Regions from separate parts of the Mus musculus genome. Here region 1 is linked to region 2. A link is a contact called in public HiChIP or PLAC-seq data. All regions are on one chromosome and are shown on one strand. Each heading gives the region's core, a stretch centred on a gene start, on an enhancer-like site or on the middle of the called end of the contact. The rest is flanking DNA. Distances are from core to core; before and after follow the strand shown. Region 1 holds the start of Mtmr11 (myotubularin related protein 11). Region 2 holds the start of Gabpb2 (GA repeat binding protein, beta 2).

The links. HiChIP or PLAC-seq counts read pairs in DNA pulled down with a chosen protein or histone mark.
Region 1: an HNF4G HiChIP or PLAC-seq map of pancreatic cancer cells shows a contact between it and region 2. The contact joins the promoter of Mtmr11 here to the promoter of Gabpb2 in region 2. A contact is called at or near these places in 1 of 115 datasets of contacts at active chromatin or transcription factors (pancreatic cancer cells) and 1 of 9 other capture datasets (liver).

What each region holds. Positions count from the first base shown.
Region 1 is chr3:96,160,449-96,163,266 of GRCm38.p6, forward strand. It overlaps Mtmr11 (myotubularin related protein 11), which reads left to right and starts at 1,522. Exons shown (of 17, transcript NM_181409.3): 1 at 1,522-1,810; 2 at 2,181-2,271; 3 at 2,644-2,765. The coding sequence starts at 1,745. Otud7b (OTU domain containing 7B) reads left to right here. Exons shown (of 12, transcript NM_001025614.1): 12 at 1-681.
Region 2 is chr3:95,216,550-95,219,483 of GRCm38.p6, forward strand. Gabpb2 (GA repeat binding protein, beta 2) reads right to left here and starts at 1,393. Exons shown (of 10, transcript NM_029885.1): 1 at 1,040-1,393. Mllt11 (myeloid/lymphoid or mixed-lineage leukemia; translocated to, 11) reads right to left here. Exons shown (of 2, transcript NM_019914.4): 2 at 1,995-2,934. Gm16740 (predicted gene, 16740) reads left to right here and starts at 908. Exons shown (of 4, transcript NR_108026.1): 1 at 908-1,509; 2 at 2,890-2,934.

The sequences.
Region 1 (2,818 bases), core at 272-2,771, 940 kb after region 2:
CTTCCTCCTCCAGCTACCCCTCCCAGCAGCCCTTGCTCCTGGCACAAACCTATAACCAGAGCGAGGGTCTGAAAATGGAAAAATCTGACACAGCTCCTTGCCTCTCTATCCCCTTTCCATCCAGTGGACATCTATCTGCATTTGTGCTGCAGGTGGTGAGAGTCTTCCTGTTAACCTAATCCTCAACTGCAGCCCCTTTGTGCTTCTGGTTAGGCGATGATCACATCACTTCTCTCCGTCCTGACCATTCCCTCTATATTCTGCTGTTCCCATACCTCAAGATATTAAAGAACAGAATGAGGCTTTCGGAGGAAAGTGGTGGGGAGAAGAAAAGTAGGTCATGGGATTTTGGCACACCTGTTCCTAAGCTGTTCCTTACTACATACTTTATTCCAGAAGCATTGAGGTGTGTGGTGGGGTGGTGGTGACCAGCAGTCTTTAGGACTTCTACAATCAGGCGTCTAGACCAGCTTGCTAGCAAGTACATACCTGTTTGTTCCAGTCTCTGCTCATGCTAGTTCACTATTTCCACAGTTGCAGCCAACAAAGAGAACTTTGGAAGCTGAGGCTGGAAGGATGTGTGCTGTGGGGAAGGGAGTGTTGAATGTCACGGCCCCCACCTAAGGATTGCTGCCTCTGTACAGACTCAAAAACAATAAAACAGCAGCTCATTAACACCTATTTTGTATTTCATTTCCTGTCTTCTCCGTGTTGAAACATGCTGCCCTCAAGCTGCCCTCCTTAGCATCTCTGTTCAGTGCCCTACAGCCCCATCTTTGCTTTTTAAATTCAGCAGGGAAGGAGGGGGAAATGTGATCCTGGAGCTGAAAAGAGTTTTCCAGTCCTTAGCTTTCAAAGTCCAGAACATGAATCATTCATTAGGAGATCTGGTGACTGGGTTGGAGGGGCGGAGTCATGTACCTGGGGCTGGGCTTTCCATAGGAATAGGTGGCTGCGGGAGTGGGGAGGTGCGCTCGCCGGGCGCAAAGGCTGGTTTAGATATACCACGATCTTTTTCTGGGTTTTCTAGCTCCCGCCCCACTGCCGAGATTTGCACACCAAAATACCTGTGCTGTGTCTGCATCCCAGACACACCAATTTCCGTCCACTCCATTCTGCCCCTGGGCCTGTCACGCTCTCCAGAAAAGGACACAAGGTTCAGTTCCCTTTATGTCCCCTTCTCAACCCGTTAGGTTGTCAGAGGAGGCTGAAAATGAACAAAATCACAAAACCCATGAATAAACGAAACCAAAATAACTGAGTTTCCTAGTGTTTCATCTCTCATTGAAAAAGTATAGAGAGCTAGCCCAAAATGTTTTCATTTAACTACTGCTCCCCTCGTCACACCCACTAATATTCACGAACAGAAAGAGACTAAAATGTGGATGTGGGTTAAGGGAATCTGGGTATCCCCAGTTCCCCCATTCCTCCCATCTTTCTTAAGCTCCTCCATTTCCTTTCTACTTTGAAAAAAAAAATTGCGTATTCTCCTTTAAGGGGCTGGGCATCTTGCCTGTTCTCTTAGAGTCACCGAAGTTTCCAAAGAGCCTCCCCTGTCTGGGCAGGACACACCTTTCAAATAAGACCCCTGGAACTGTGCTCCTGGTATCCGAAATGCCGCTACCGCTGCGTCCTCCCCAGCCTCTTTCTCCCCACCTCTAGGATTTAGCCTCTCCCCAAAAAGAGCCAGCATCTTTGAGGACTCCCACCCTTAGCTGCTCTACTCCCGGATGGAGCCAGGGAAATGTGGTGGGGGGGCCGGGGCCAGAGTTTCAACATTGCCCCCCAGAAGGAGGAGCCAGAGATGGGGGTAAGGAAAAGGAATGGGAGGGTAGCTAACAAGAGAGTGTGAATGGGATGCTGTGGAAATTAAAGGGGAAGGAAAGGATTCAGAGGAGGAGGGTGTATCTGTTTTATCAACTGTTATGGAGCTCGTCTGCCTTTTTCAGTCTCGAGTTGTCTCATTATCCATTAACCAGCCCCTCCTTGTCTTGTCTGCCAGCCGCAGTCAGTGATCTCAATTTCCCTGAGAGGAGAGGAGAGCAGAGCAGAGAAGGGGGGGGGGGGGGGGGGGAAGAACCCGAACAAATGAACTCAATGCGGGTCTCCAAAGGCAGCTACTGGAGAAATCCCAGATTCTGAGTTTAGGGGGTCCCAGATTAACTCTCTCCCCTGCTCAGCTCTCTGGACCGAAGTCTAACCCAGGGAACAGGATGCCGGAGCCCAGCAGTCATCAGCTTGGCAGCTGCCTGGCCTCTGGTTGTCTCCCAGGTAATAAAATGACCTCTCTAGATTCCTTTAAAAGTCTTCCTACCCCATCCTTTTTTGTTTTCACCAAAGATACTCCCTATTCCTTTCCTCGAAGTGTTTCTGAGACTCATTCTCCTGCCTCCTTCCTCAGAGCTTGTGGAAGGCCTGGACATTGTTCATTCTGCTTTCTCACCCCGGCTACCACTTTTCTTATTAACTATCCAAAGACCAGTGAGTGTATATGTGCCACGTTCTATGCAGGGTTTTAGAAGTTAAAAAAAAAAGTCTATTCTTTTCCTTCAATTTTACATCTAAGGATAGACGAGTAGCCACATAGAAGTGTGGGGCAGCATTGGGGATAGTTAGACCTTTGCTTCTCTTTCTCCCTTTTAGGGGAGCATATCCTAGCATGGGCACCAGGACGAAGGAAAGGGCCAGGACTAGACCTGCCTGGAACTCTGATCTGCACTAACTTTAGGGTAACCTTCCAGCCTTGTGGATGGCAGCGAAAGCAGGTGAGGTGATTAGTGTAATAGAAAAGCTTGGTGCGGTGTCCCAGCAGTTGGGG
Region 2 (2,934 bases), core at 143-2,642:
GGAATAGGAAGCCAATAAAATACAAAACAAGACCAGGAGACCTTTCTGGGTCAAGTAGCACAGGCTGGCCTTGAACACCTGGATCTTTCTCTCTCCTCTTCTCAAGCACTGAGTACTTAGTGTTCAGAACTTTCAATAAATATTTTAATAACCATGGAGTGCCTGAGCACTTGACAAAGCAGCCCATTACCAAAGAATAATAACTTTTGTTTATCATTTGGGTGTGGTGGTTTGTTCTTTGCAAAGCATGTACAAAAAACATGGCTCACCTCAGTAATTCCAACACTCCAGGGGCTAAGGTTAGAGAATCGCTGTGAGGCAGCCAATCCAAACTACATAGTAAGACCCAAATATTGGATTGGAAACTAGAGAAAATCCTTTATAGGAAGAGGGAGACAGCAGAATTCCTGGAGGAAATCTGTGACAAGAGGTGCACGCTAAGAAAGAAAGCAATTGAAGAATTCTCGGTCTGTACTTTTTTTTCTTTTTCTCCCCCCCCTCACCCCCCACACATTCCCACTGGGAGGCCAGCTGTACAAGCATCTGTGTTGAGAACTGGATATAAGTCCATGACTGCTCTTGTTCACATTATGAACTTACTAAAGTTTCACGTTATTACTGGACCTTGAAAAGTCCAGTTCCCACTTCCTCCCTAGTCACATATCCCTCAGTTTTTGACATCAGCACTCTGCCAAACTCAGGGGCGCCAACTTGCAAGTGGGAGCCCCAGTCTGTAGTGGCAGCCCGGACTCCTGCGCCACACCGCCCCCTCGTGGTCACCCCATGTGGCCTTGGCTTCCCGGAGTCCAGCTCCCCAGCCCCAGGTCTTCCACCCACCCCCTTCACCTCCCAGTCCCCTCCCCTTCCTCCCGACAGCATCCCCTTCCTCTTGGTCCCTCTCCCCCCCGCCGCCACCCCCGCTCCGGCAGTGTGCAGGCCGGCGCCCACAGGTCCTGGCCGGGCTGGGCCGGCCACTTATCACTGCCCCTTGCATCGCAGTTCGGAAGCTCCGGAACCCTGCGTGTCCTTTCCCCCTCACCTATTCCGGAGCGCTGCCGGCTTCGCTCTCACTGGGCCCGCCAGTTTGGTCCCGTTTCTTTCTCTAGTTAAGACTCCTTGCCAGCGGCCTCACTTTTCGGCCTTTTCACATATGCATATTTGGGGGGGCCCTTACCCCCCCTCACGGAGAAATGGAGGCAATAAAATGGCGGACCCGGAAGTGAAGGCGCTGTGACTATACGTCCTGGCGGAGGAATCTGAAGGAAATGGGTTAGCGGAGCCACTTTGCCCTTCTCTCAGGACCTCAACGCACCTCTGAGTCCGACTCCTTCCTACTGAGGACCTCGTGAGCTGGAAAAACGTATACCGCGGGCATCCTGAGCGGGACTACTTAGCGAGGCGCAGGATCACCGATTACGTGGCTTACGTGAGGGATAGTTCCGGCAGGGGACGGACGCAGATGGTAGTTTTGGCGCCAACCAGTGCAGCGCTCGGAGGAACTGGTTACTGGTGCGTGTTGGCGTCCGCACTCTACCTTCCTGCTGGTTCAACGCCGGGCTAACTTGAGGGTTGGGGGAGAATCTTGCTTCCGCTATTCGGGACCTTCTGGTTATGCACTCCTGTCTGACCGGACACTTTCCCAGTGTCCTGAATATAGGTCAGGAAAGAACCCCTGAACTTTTGGGGGGAAGACTAGAATAGGATGGGACATGAAATTGCATGTCTTTCATTTACCAGTCTATCTTGGTTTCTGTTCACCATTTTAACTGATATAAGGACCGAGAGAAAGCTCGGAGAAAACCTTTCAAAAATCAATAACAGGACGCTGGAGCAATGCCTTAGGAGACCCCAGTTCAATTCCCAGCACCCACATTGCAGCTTACAACTGCCTTTAACTCCAAGATCTGACACCCTCACACAAGCAAGCATACATTTAGGCAAAACACCAATGCACACTAAAAATTAAAATCAGTAATAATAACAAACACGCCTTTGATCACAGCAGGAGGCACAGGTCTCCTAATTTAATACCAAAGTGCTAGGCCCACCCTAGCAGAGTCCAGCAGAGTCAGGTGGATTTCTCTGAGTTCAAGGCCCGCCTCCGAAGAAAACCACACAAATTTAAAAGTTAATAATGGGCTGGGGGGCGTGGCTAATCTCTGAGCACTGGCTGCTTACAGGGGAACCCTAGCAGGGCCTTGTAGATGCTTGGCAAGCCCTTCTACCATTGAGCTATGTCCAAATCCTAAATTGTTCTTCAAAGTCAAATATTAGACAGACAGAAGGAAGCGCTGGAGAGATGACTCAGTGGTTAAGAGCACTGACTGCTCTTCCAGAGGTCCTGAGTTCAATCCCCACCAACCACATGTTGGCTCACTTGTAATGGGACCCAATGCCCTCTTCTGGTGTGTCTGAAGAGTGCAACAGTGTACTCATATATAGTATAGTAAATCTTTTTAAAATAAAAAGAAAAGCTTCACTTAAAAAAAAAAAGAAAGAAAAAAAGATAAAAGGGAAAGCTGGATTCGGAAGTGTGAGTAAAATCTGTAGTACTTCATTGGAATGGAAAAAACTAAGCCCCAGACTTAGGATTTAACGTCTTTATTCCATAAATGAATAAACAGCTCCGCAATTCATCTGCAATAGCTTTGGAAGGAATGGGGACGGGTAGGGTCTGAACATAACTGCTTACTTCACGGTCTTATGGCGGCCAAAGAACTGTGTCAGGAATCACTGATTCCTATCACATACTGCAACTACAGAAAGGCAAAGCTAAAATACTTAGGACCAAAACATCTGCCTGTTCCATGACAAAATCACAATTTTATATAAATTCCCCTAATAATACTCTGGTGTTTCTTTAGATCAGATACATCTTTTGTCTTTTAGGAATTATCCTCATAGTGAAGTTTCCCTGTGAAGACTCAAATCTGA